Regions from separate parts of the Mus musculus genome. Here region 1 is linked to region 2. The links are chromatin contacts, called in public Hi-C maps. All regions are on one chromosome and are shown on one strand. Each heading gives the region's core, a stretch centred on a gene start, on an enhancer-like site or on the middle of the called end of the contact. The rest is flanking DNA. Distances are from core to core; before and after follow the strand shown. Region 1 has its middle 9.1 kb from the start of Gm52779. Region 2 has its middle 74 kb from the start of Lnx1.

What was found. Hi-C and Micro-C count contacts between places; a contact is called where the count stands out from the background.
Region 1: a contact with region 2 is called in a Hi-C map of embryonic fibroblasts, with 2.6 times the contacts expected there. The contact joins two enhancer-like sites. A contact is called at or near these places in 1 of 15 datasets of contacts at CTCF or cohesin (the NIH/3T3 cell line), 4 of 484 Hi-C or Micro-C datasets (the HL-1 cell line, embryonic fibroblasts and epiblasts) and 1 of 115 datasets of contacts at active chromatin or transcription factors (vascular smooth muscle cells).

What each region holds. Positions count from the first base shown.
Region 1 is chr5:74,932,128-74,938,219 of GRCm38.p6, forward strand. No RefSeq gene overlaps it. Among named protein-coding and RNA genes, the nearest start is that of Gm52779, 9.1 kb to the right of the region's middle. Within about 2 kb of position 4,149, at least 56 of the 459 cell types and tissues checked have an H3K27ac peak or open chromatin away from gene starts, as enhancers often do. A contact at or near this core is called in the HL-1 cell line, the NIH/3T3 cell line and embryonic fibroblasts, where this site is marked.
Region 2 is chr5:74,773,856-74,779,369 of GRCm38.p6, forward strand. No RefSeq gene overlaps it. Among named protein-coding and RNA genes, the nearest start is that of Lnx1, 74 kb to the left of the region's middle. Within about 2 kb of position 3,731, at least 41 of the 459 cell types and tissues checked have an H3K27ac peak or open chromatin away from gene starts, as enhancers often do. A contact at or near this core is called in the HL-1 cell line, the NIH/3T3 cell line and embryonic fibroblasts, where this site is marked.

The DNA of each region.
Region 1 (6,092 bases), core at 2,899-5,398, 160 kb after region 2:
TCCAAACGACCCCTCCATCAATCTGCGTCCACAGAGAACAGCGATTGTGCCTTGCGCTTTTGGCACTACCAGAGACAAAAATGTAAAGAGAAATGGAAGTAGAAGATCCCGAGTCCACTCTATTGAGACGAAAAGTAGTTTCCAATGAGGGTGGGAAGACAGATGGGATAACAAGTGGCTTTCCGTGGGAGACCCAGGGCCAAGCCACAGGAGCGAATGAGCGAGCTAGAAGCCAGGACTCCTGGAGGTCATTCTGCGCATGCGTAACCCCTTGGGCAGCGCCTGACAACAATGTCCCGGTAGTTCAACAAACCGACCGTCATAAAAACGTCTAGTATTTACTCTGTAAATGTCTGTCATCTTGTCTTAAATTGTGATAAAAACCAAACAAACAATGCTCTGCTAGTCTAAATCTGGGAGGAAGTTTAAGCTGTCTTGCCATGACTAAGAGAGTGTCAAAACGACAAGAGAAGGATCATCTCCACCAGGGGCAGACACAGGGAGACGGACATAGAGGGGATTCCAGGCATGTAATCTGTCCCTCCATTCTGAAAATGAGTCTGCTGGTGGCTTTTAAGACAGAACACACATGCCTTCTCTTTCATTCAGTGTCTCCATTTCCGAAGAACACCCTGCCTACAAGACTATGCTAACACTCTAAACTGTAGATTCCATCAAGAGCAGAAACGATGCATGCATCCAACTTCCACTGAGCAAAAACCACGCCCACAGTATGCTCAATAGAAGAGAAAAACAAGGATGTAGAAAAGATAGACACAGAGAAGATTAGGTAAAATGAAAATCCGAGAACAATGCAAAATCTAAGCAACAGGCTCAATGCCAGGGAGATGGTGCGGGGGTAAAGGTGCCTACCTCTATGGTTGGAACCCACGGGGTGGGAGGAAGGAACCGACTTCACAAGCTGTCCTCTGACCGCCATGTGTGCACCACGGCCCGGGCATGCACACGCACACACACACACACACACACACACACACACACACACGTAAGTATACGTCATTTTCAGATGTTTAAATACTATCTAGCTAATACAACCCCTCCATTTCCTTGTGTGTAAAACAAACCTAGTAATAAAGCCGGCACCGAAGAGGTACCGAGAGAATGAAATGAACTGATGTCTTTAAAAAGCTTAGGACAAAGCCTTCTACTCAGTAGTGCTAATTGAGCTTGTTTTTTTTTTTTTTTTTTGTTTGTTTTTTGTTTTTTGTTTTTTTTTTTTTAATTCCACTGATGGGCTGGAGAGATGTCTCAGCTGTTAAGAGCACTGACTGCTCTTGCACAGGACACAGGTTGTTCAGTTCCCACCACCCACACAGTGACTCACAGCTGCCCCTACCTCCAGTTTCAGGCTATTCTCCGCCCTCTTCCGGTTTCCATAGGAACTGCACACATGTGTTGTCCTTACATACACGAAGACAAACATTCATACTCATAAAATAAAAACAAATACACCTTTCTTAAAAAACAATCTTTCTTCCTTTTTAAAATTATTTATTTATTTTATGTGTATGAGCACACTGTAGCTGTCTTCAGACACACCAGAAGAGGGCATCTGGATCCCATTACAAATGGTTATGAGCTACATATGGTTGCTGGGAATTGAACTCAGGACCTCTGAAAAAGCAGTCAGTACTCTTAACCACTGAGCCATCTCTCCAGCCCACAAAAACATCTTTTTAATTAAAGCAAAAATAAAATTCAATTGGTAGTATTACTATAAAATGCACTTACTATCTACATAAATGCAAATCGCTGTTCTGATTAAATAGTATTGTCAACATCTTTGGGTTTGTTTTGGGTTTGGAGGGGGCTAATGGTAGCTTTTGCCATTGACTAATGTTATGATGCAGTGGATAATTTACTTCTAATCCTCCTCCGTCGAGGGCAGGATGTGTCCCTCATCAAGTCAAGGGGTGCTGTGCTGATCAACCTTTAATGCCACAACAAAGTAATTGGGGAAGAAAAAAAACCTTCTTTTCCTTTCAAGACAGGGCCTCACTGTGTGTCCCTGGCTGGCCTGAAACTCACCACATAGAGCAGTCTGCTCTGCCATCCACAGAGATCCTGGTGCCTCTGCCTCCCAAGGACTGGGATTGAAGGCCTAGAACACCACATCTGTCAAAAGAAAAAATCTTAAAGGTAAGATTTAGTCTAATTCATGCTTTCAAAGTCCACCTCTTCAGGCCTGGAGAGAGGCAGACTATCATAATGATGGCGGGAGAGTTGTGTGGCAGAGAAGCCAGGAAGTAGAGAAAAACAGGAAGGGCCTGGAGCAAGACATAGCTTTCAAAGGTGTGCCTCCCTAGTGACCCACTTCTTCCAACTAAACCCCAGCACCCCAGACAGCTACCAACACAGTAATGAGCTAATCCACGGACATTAGTGCCCTTGTGATCCAATGACCTCTATGTAATGCCACCATCTGGTAACCAAGTCTTCAACTCAGGAGACTTTGAAGCCATTTTGTGTCCAAACCATGACAAGTCTATTTTCCTTTTTTTTTTTTTTTAAGTTTAAAAAAAATATTTTATGTTAATGGGTGTTTTCTTTTTCCCTGCATCTATGTCTGAACTACACATACGGCTGCTTCCCATAGAGGCCACAAGAGGTTGTCAGATCCGCTGGAACTGGAGTTACAGACAGCTGTGAGCCTCTGTGCAGGTTCTGAGAACCAAACCTGAGCCCTCTGAGAGCAGCAAGAGTTCTCAGCCACTGAGCCGTCTCTGCAGCTCTCCTTCCTTGTAGCATCCAACTGCCTTTGGTATTGTAGTCTATGGTGTAATCTACCTTAAGGGCGATTCTCTTTGGCTATACTCATCATATGTTCAGGATCTAACATAAAGACATGGCCAAGGATTTTCTGAACCCTCTTACAATTTTTAAAAAAAAAAAAACACATTTATACAGGTAATGGAAAGAAATGACTTTTTAATTAAAGATTTACTATTGTTATTTTTAATTGTGTGTATGGAAGGTCTGAGTGTGGATGTGTGCACCTAAGTGCAGGTGCTCAAGAGAGCCAGAGGAGCCAGAGGAGCCAGCTTCCCCCTGGAGTTACAAGTGGTTGTGAGCCTGTCACCATGGATACTGAGTACCAGACTCTAAAAGAACAGTATGTGCTCTTAACCACTGAGCCATCCTCTATAAACCCAGAATTTAAAAAAAAAAATTTACTTTCAGGCTAGGGAGATGGCTCAGTGGTTAAGAGCACTTGCTGCTCTTGCAGAGGTCCTGAGTTCAATTCCTAGCACGCACATGGTAGCTCAAAACCATTCACAACTTTAGTTCCAGGAGATCTCATGTCCTTTTCTGACCTCTTTCGACACCAAGTATACATGTGGTACATACATATACATGTGGGCAAAACATTCACTCATAAAATAAAAAGAATACTTTTTTAAGATGTCTTTCATTGCAAAGAATGATCTTGCCTGTAGTCAGAACTAGGCTGGACCACAAAGATAAGGAATGGACACCTCTCTGTGTATGCCTGCCACAGGTAAACTGCTTTAAGTCTCGTGGGCGTGCTTCAGATCCTCCTGTTCGTAGACCTCAATATATTTGAGAATCCTTCCATTTTCTCTTTAGGCAGAGTGAGTCACATTCCGCTGGTGCAGCGCTGACTCACTGGAGACCAGTTATGGAGAGGACATTTAGAAAAGGACCTTTTGGATTCAAAGTCTAGAGATGGATCATTTCCTGGTGCGTGTCAGCAGAAGAACTCACGCAGCTGGCCCTCTGAAAGGAATTCTTAAGTCCCAGCGCTCAGAGGAAACTGTGGAGTTAAGATTGTTTGTTCATGGCAGAATTGGCTCTAGAACCAGAAAGGTTAAATTATAAATCTTCGACAAAACACAAGTTTCTCTACATCATTTTCCTCTGGAACTAGATGAGAAACAGCTGGACGCTGGAATAGAAAAACCACTGGAAAGACTCAATGGTGGCCAGCAATGCTTGCTCTGGCCCTTCCTGCAGCCAATGCCCGATCCCAGACTCAGCTCAGCTGTCTGATTCCCCAGAATCTCTTCCAGAACATTCCACCTCTTGCTTCCTCCTGAGCACACCTCCCCATTCCTCATGGCACTCTGGCTACTGGGAAGTATCTTACTCACCTGTTTGTCATCACTATTCTTGCCACAGTGTGTCATGAGAGTAGCAGTCTCGCCTGGCTGTGTGTCACAGTCACATCCCACAGGGCAGGCACATGCAGGTGCTCAGCTGATGTGTTCCGACGGGCTCGCACATGACTGACTGACCACTGCATTCTGCAGTTTTCTCCTCACCATTTCTTGTGCAGCCAGAGGCAAGCTGATGAGATGCACAAGAATAGTTTGGCACCAGCCTGACTTCAAACTCCACTTGAGATACCTAGAAAGTCTAGCCGGCGCAGGCTTTTGTGAGTTCAGCATAGATGGCTTATTTTTCTCACATCTGTCTCCCTAGCCTTCAGAACTCTGCTTGGGATATAAAAGACACTCAACAAATGGATAGATCTTTACCAGTTACGTGTTAACCATTATTACTAACAACCTATCTCATCTAATCACCACTACAACAGAATGCTTGTACTGGCTGGATTTGTGTGTCAACTTGACACAAGCTGGAGTTATCATAGAGAAAGCAATTTCAGTTGGGGAAATGCCTCCATGAGATACAACTGTAAGGCCTTTTCTCAATTAGTGATCAAGGGGGGGAGGGCCCCTTGTGGGTGCTGCCATCCCTGGGCTGGTAGTCTTGGGTCTATAAGAGAGAAGCAAGCCAGGGGAAGCAAGCCAGTAAGTAACATCCCTCCATGGCCTCTGCATCAGCTCCTGCTTCCTGACCTGCTTGAGTTCCAGTCCTGACTTCCTTTGGTGATGAACAGCAGTATGGAAGTGTAAGCCGAATAAACCCTTTCCTCCCCAACTTGCTTCTTGGTCATGATGTTTGTGCAGGAATAGAAACCCTGACTATGACAGTGCTAAACTGTACGTCACATTTTATAGATGAGAAAAAGGAGCTTTGGAGTTCCCTTCAGTTCAAAAACAAAACAACAAAAACAAACCTCTCCAGGAAGAATGTTTGTAGGCAGGTCTGTCAGACACCAAGACCATAAAACAGTTGCCATCTCCCGGCCTCCCAAATGGCCCTAACACAAAGTCAAAAAGAGTTTTCTTTTTTTAAGGCGTTTAGTGGGATCAAAGCTGCATCCTACTATAATCCACTGAACCAAAATGTAACCTCATCACCACTGTACCCAGGCCAGGGCCTGGCACGGAGCGGGTGTTGATGAGCGTTAATAAGTAATTGATTGAAGAAAAGAACTAAGGGAGACAGGAGGGGAGTAGAAGGAAGGGTGGGAGAGAGATCTCTGGAGACCCTCGGGGAAAGGCCAGCAGTCATGGGCTTTCTGAGAGGGTGTTATGTCAGAAGCAGCATACACGTGTAGATCCTGTCCCTGACTTCATGATAGAAGCTGCCAGCACCCTGGGAAGCCCCAAATGTGTCCCTGCTCCATCTGCCAAGTCTCCAGTCCTATCAGCATCCTGCCTGGTATTTGAGCTCTCTCAAGGAGGACCTGGGTTGACCCTGTGACCTGCCAGGAGGGAAGAAACAAAGAAACACTGTCTGGGATGTGAATTCCTGTCTCCCACCCCTGTTCCTCCATCACATTAAGGAATAAGACCAGATCCCCCAGGGTGAACGGAGCTCAGCAGTGGAGCACTACTCGCCTTGGATGTACAAGGTCCTAGATTGTGGTCCTCAATAAAAGAGAGCGGGGCTGGCAAATTGGCTCCGTGGGTATTGAGTCTGATAATCAGAGTTTGATCCGAGAACTCACAATGGTAGGAGAGAAACAAGTTATTCTCTGACCTCTGCATGCAAGATCTGGTACACACACACACACACACACACACACACACACACAATTAATTAATTAATCAATTATTCATAATAAATAAACAGATGTGATTTTTAACTTTTTAAGAAAGAAAGAGAAAAAAAACCCTCCAAAAGTCCAGTGCTGAAACAAAGATGAAACAATTTGAAACAATGAGGGACTGAGTCAGGGCTGGGGAGGCTTAATCATC
Region 2 (5,514 bases), core at 2,481-4,980:
TCAGGTGGGATAAATTACACAGGACAAACCCGAGAATCTGTACCCCCTGGGCATTAGGGAGGTGCCCCATGATGCCTTGGGCTAGGAGTGATTTATAGTGTGGCCCAGCCAGGCAGCTGAGTCTGCAGTGTGTTGGGTTGTACTTCCAGAAAGTACCAAGTTTCTGTCTTAAAGGAACATTAACCCTTTCTTTCCTTCCATCTGGCATCCCCGCCAGTAAACTGTTTCGGTCCAAAGACAAGCTCTCAGCGATTTCTGTTGGTGGCTCAGGATCAGTTGGGCTTTTGGAACATTTCTGCAGTTACTGACATATATAAGCTATGAACGAATGGAATAAAATAAATCTCAGGGTCACCAGGCACTGAGTGGGAGGGGCCCTGTCCCATGTGGTTCATATATTCTGCTGTTTTCCTGGAGCCGAGCTTCACGTTTCTCTGAACAGGAGACACGTGAGTATTTATTGTGAGACTCTCCTCTGAGCTTCGGGGGACAGACATTTTGTTCCTAAGGGCACTGAAGAGACCCTTCGCTCAACCAGCTCAGTGGGGGTAAACTGCATTTTGTGTCAGAGACACGATTTAGTGCTTTGGGATAGGATGGAGAAAGGGAAGCAGGTCTGTGCTGTGCAGGCTGGAGGGGCCTGGCCAAGGCTGGCTGTCACCTGTGTGCGAGCAGCACACAAGGCCTGGCTGAGAAAGAGAGTTGAGGCTGTGTATGTTATGGGCTAGATGTGGTTTGGAAGTATCTGTGTGTTGGAAGCCTGGTCCTTATGTGGTGGTTAGCAGATGATAGGCGCTCTAAGAGATGAGAACTAGAGGGAAGTCCTCATTGGTCTTACCCTGGTATCTCTGTCCCTTCTGTCCCTCTGGGTGATCTCTCTTCCTCATGTACTCTTGGTATAATGCCTCAGCAAAGCAGAGTCTAAACCAGCAACATGCCCTTTGACTTCTTCTTTTTTTTTAAAAGGTTTTATTTATTTTATGTATATGAGTACACTGTAGCTGTCTTCAGACTTACAAGAAGAGGTGACTCATCAGATCTCAAACAGATGGTTGTGAGCCACCATGTGGTTGCTGGGATTTGAACTCAGGACCTCCGGAAGAGCATTCAGTGCTCTTAACCACTGAGCCGTCTCTCCAGCCCCCTCCCTTTGACTTCTAGATCTGAGGCTAAACAAACCACCTTTCTTTATGAGTTTCTGGCCTCAAGCATTTCATTATAGTAACAGCAAACTGACTAGTAGAGAGCGGTCAACAGAAACAACCATAAAGGTCTTCCCAGTTATCAGGTAACTGAGGTTAGAATGGGATGGAAGTTTTATGTCTGGGTGAAGTTAGCAAAAGACGTTTACTCAAAAAGAGTGAGCCCAAAAGGCCTCCAGCCTTCCTCTTTCACGGTGCTTACCAAGCAAGTCTTCCTGGGGGTTTCAGGACAAATGGGCTGAAACAGAGGATTATATTTCCCCAGAAACTCAGGTGTCTTTCACAGCAAAGGGGGGACTCACTGAAGCCCCAGAGGTTCTCCCAGCTCTCGAGACCTTCAGATATATTTTAAGCTCTTTTTGCTGATTTCAAAAAAACAAAATCAATTTATAGTCATGAATGCTCTTAGCTTGAATAATAAATAATAAGTCTGCCACTTTCCTAGGCAGATTTCCCCTAAGGTAGCCACCCTGGCCAAGACCCTCACATCTGCAGCCAGGGGAGAGTTTCTGGGAAATGTAGCTGCTGGCAGCTGCTTCTCCTTGCCTTCAAGATTCTATTGCCTTGTTCTCTAGATCAGTTTGCACCACGCATAGTTTATGACAGAGGGGGGAAATGCTGAAGGCAGAGGAAGCAAGAGGTGACTCATCTGCTCAAAAATCATTTCTTCACGCATTCAGTCATTCATCCAAAAAGTATTCATCAAATACTGAGTGTGTGCCAGGTACTTCTGTGTGACACAGGCTGGATGAATGTTCTGGGGCAGCCAAAACAACCCCTCATTGCGTAGCTTAGACAGTGTATTGCAACCTCACCACTCTGCAGGCCAGAAGACCAACAGAGAGGTGTTGGCACCTTTGGCTCCTGCTCAGGATGGAAGAGATGTTCTCCAATGCCTCTCCCCAGCCTCTGGTGTTTTGCAGGCTGATACCAGTGTTCCTTGATTTATAGACACATCACCCTGGGGTCTGTCTTCATCTCTTCATGATATTCTCTCTGTGTGTACTGCCTCCATATCTCCTTCCCAATAAGGACACTAGTCACGGAGGGTTAAGATCCACCTTAATGGCTCCATTTGAACTTTATTGTCTCTGTAAAAAACACTGCAGAGCACCCTCAAGTTATGATGGGTCCTTTAAGATTTTCGACCTTATGATGATGCAAAAGCAAATTGCACTTAGTAGCAACAGGGCTTTGAGTCCCAGTCTTTTCCCTGGGCTAGCAAGACACAGTATGATACTTGATCAGGGCAGTGAGCACAGCCTCCAGGAGGCCCATGGTCATGGGAGACTGACCAACACTGTGCACTGTGAGCCCAGGTAGGGTGTTCTGTATGGTGTACTAAAGACAGTTTGACTGATACTTTGAACTTGCTATACACTTGAACGTCTAACCCCACTATAAGTCAAGAAACACTTATGGCCCCAACTACAGTCATGTTATGGATTTAGGCATTAGAGATTCGAGTTCGGAATTTAGAAGGTACACACTTCAGTCTCTGCTCTGGTAGTGACCTTTCTTGCTTGCTGTTATGATAAATTGACCAAAGCAATGTAAGGAAGGCGTGGTTAGCTTTGACTCGGAGTCTCCTGTCACAGCCTGTCATGGTGAATAAGACATGGAAACAGGATCTTGAGGCAACACAGTCAGAAAGTGGAGCTGTACCAACACAGAGCCAGAAGTTAGAAGGAACTCTGAGAATTATGTGTGAGAGAAAACTCTAGCTCAGTGTGGTGATAACATGCTTGCAGTCCCATCTCTTGAGACACAGACCAGGGCGATCAGAGATTCAAAGGCATCCTCGGATACATAGTAAGTTCCAGGCTAGCCTGAGCTATATACGACCCTGACTCAAAACAAAATAAACAAAATAGAAAAACAAAAACAAAAATTCTTATCTTATGGAACCTATCGTTTGCTTTTGACAGTTCTAGCTCGGCTCTCTTTGTCATACTGAACTGTGCCTTCTACATGCGTATTTGCTTTTTTTGACCTCTTAGAGCCCAGTGTGTCTTTCAAAGGTATGTAGGACAGTAAACACAGGGTTTGAAGTTAGCCATCCTGGCTTTGGACACTTCTTCCACCATTTCTCAGCTGGTTGACTCTGCGTTTATCACTGGGTCTCTCTGAACTTCAGTTTCCTCATCTATAAATCCTGGAGACAGCCACGCACAGAATGCCTTTCCACCATTAAGAATTGCCTGTTGGTGGTTTCCCATCTTGCTTTCTGCTTTGGGGTTTGATTTGAGACAGGGTCTCCCTTCGTAACCCAAGCTGGCCCCACTCTCATCCCCCTCCTAAATTCTGAGGTTGCAAAGCACATTGAGCTGCCATGCCTGGCTTCTCTTGGTGACTTTCCTCATGCTATGGGGCCCTCATGAATCACTATAGGAAAATAACCAAGCACAGAAACACATGGTCACATCTGCTACTCAGGCATCCCAATTTGAGAGCTGGAAATACTGACACATCCCCTCCTTCTCCCACCCCTCGCTCCCTCTTCCCTGTCATCTGAGCAGCCATTGCCCTCAGGAGAGTCAAGGCTGTGTGACTCACCCTTCTCCAGTCCGACTCTCTGCAGCAAGAGACCATAATAAGAGTTCGAAGGTCCCAGCTCATTCTTTACACACACACAGATGCTAAAAGTTACAAGATACTTAGTGGCTGTGTGGTCCAATATTCCTTATGAAATGAGTTCATTCCTGGTAAGGACGTCCCTCCATGGCTGGTCTCACCAATGGGCACCTGGCTTCTCTTGAGTATTTCCACATGGTCATGGAGGATTGCTGGGGTTTGACAGCCCAGTCATTACAGAGTCTTTGTGATGTTTTTATCTCGTTTCTCGAAGGCTCACCACTTAGGCATTTTTCACTCCCAACACAGGATGGGATAACTCAGGGTCTGCACGCTGCGGAGTGACCTAATCCTTTATCAACTTCTTTGACTATGTCCTGTGTCAGGGTTTGCTACAGTATCTCCTCTGCTGCTATCTCCATGCGGTTCGTGGTTTCCAAATGTTTTCAGTCAAGCATTTCCATAAGTAAACATATTTTCTGCAAACACCTCTCAACACACACATTTTATTGATATACATATATGTGTACTCAATCAATATACATCTGCCAACATACTATAAAATTGGGGACATAGAAACAGATGTTGAAGATAAAAAACAAATCAGAGTGGAAGTTCTGCTTTCAACTGGGATCCCAAGGGATGGGGCAGCACTTCCCCTGAGCTAGCTTATAGCTTCTTTCTTCCAAACCACTGATGTTACCATAGCTTTCCTTGGCAGGGTGGCAGCTCTGAGCACAGAGATGTCCTACCACTCACTGCAGTACTGTGGTGTTTAGGACGGTATCAGTCACAGTGGACACCTAAGACATGCTTCTGGAATCAGAGTTATTCCCCATCGGAGCTCCCCTCTCCCCGGCTAGTACCCCTATGCTGTTTTCACACAGACTCCTCCCACCAGGCCGATCCCCCTGGATCTCCTTAGCTGTCCCAAACCCAGCACACGTGCCATGCCAAGCTTTGTGTGTAACCCCACAAGTGTCTTCCTCTACAAAAGCACCATCCCGTCCCCTCTCCTTGCTTCATCCAGTTAAACTGGCAAGAGTCACATGCACGCACACCACGTACGCGCATCAAATTGCACTCACTTTGAATAATTTATTCATTATTTTTGAGAGAGGGTCCTGCTGGCTATGCAGAAGAGGCTAGCCTCGAACTTGTGATCCTTCTGCCTCGCCTCCTGAGTGCTTTGTGACAGGTGTGCCTTACCACACCTGGCTCTATTCTCACTTTAAATTAAGGACCGTGTATCTCAGGTGGCCCTTGGCCACTGCTGGAAACCCCAGGGCGTACACTCTCCATCTTTGACCCCTGAGTTCTGTGTACTTCTTCATACCTCCTCCCCCTCTCAAATGTCCAGCACCCTTCCTGCTCCCTCATTCGTACTGAACGAGTTTGCCAAGTAAAACAACCAGAGAAAGTGTCTCTCCATAGAACACAATCTACCATACTTTCAGGACCAGAGGTCCTGCACAACACTGTCCCCTTTCAGTGAGTGGCATTGTATCTGCTCCAAGTAGCAGTTTCTCCAGTGGTACACTGTGGGGCATCGGACCATGCCACCAGACAGGTAGGGTCGAGCAGGTTAAGGAACCCTGGCAATTCTCATAACTGAGAACGGTAGGCATTTAAATACACTCCTGGCCAGGTTCTTGTCCTGCAGCATGTGACCTAGACACCCCACTAAGAGGACTATGACACCTGGTCATGTAGCATAGAAGGCAAGACTTCTCCATGC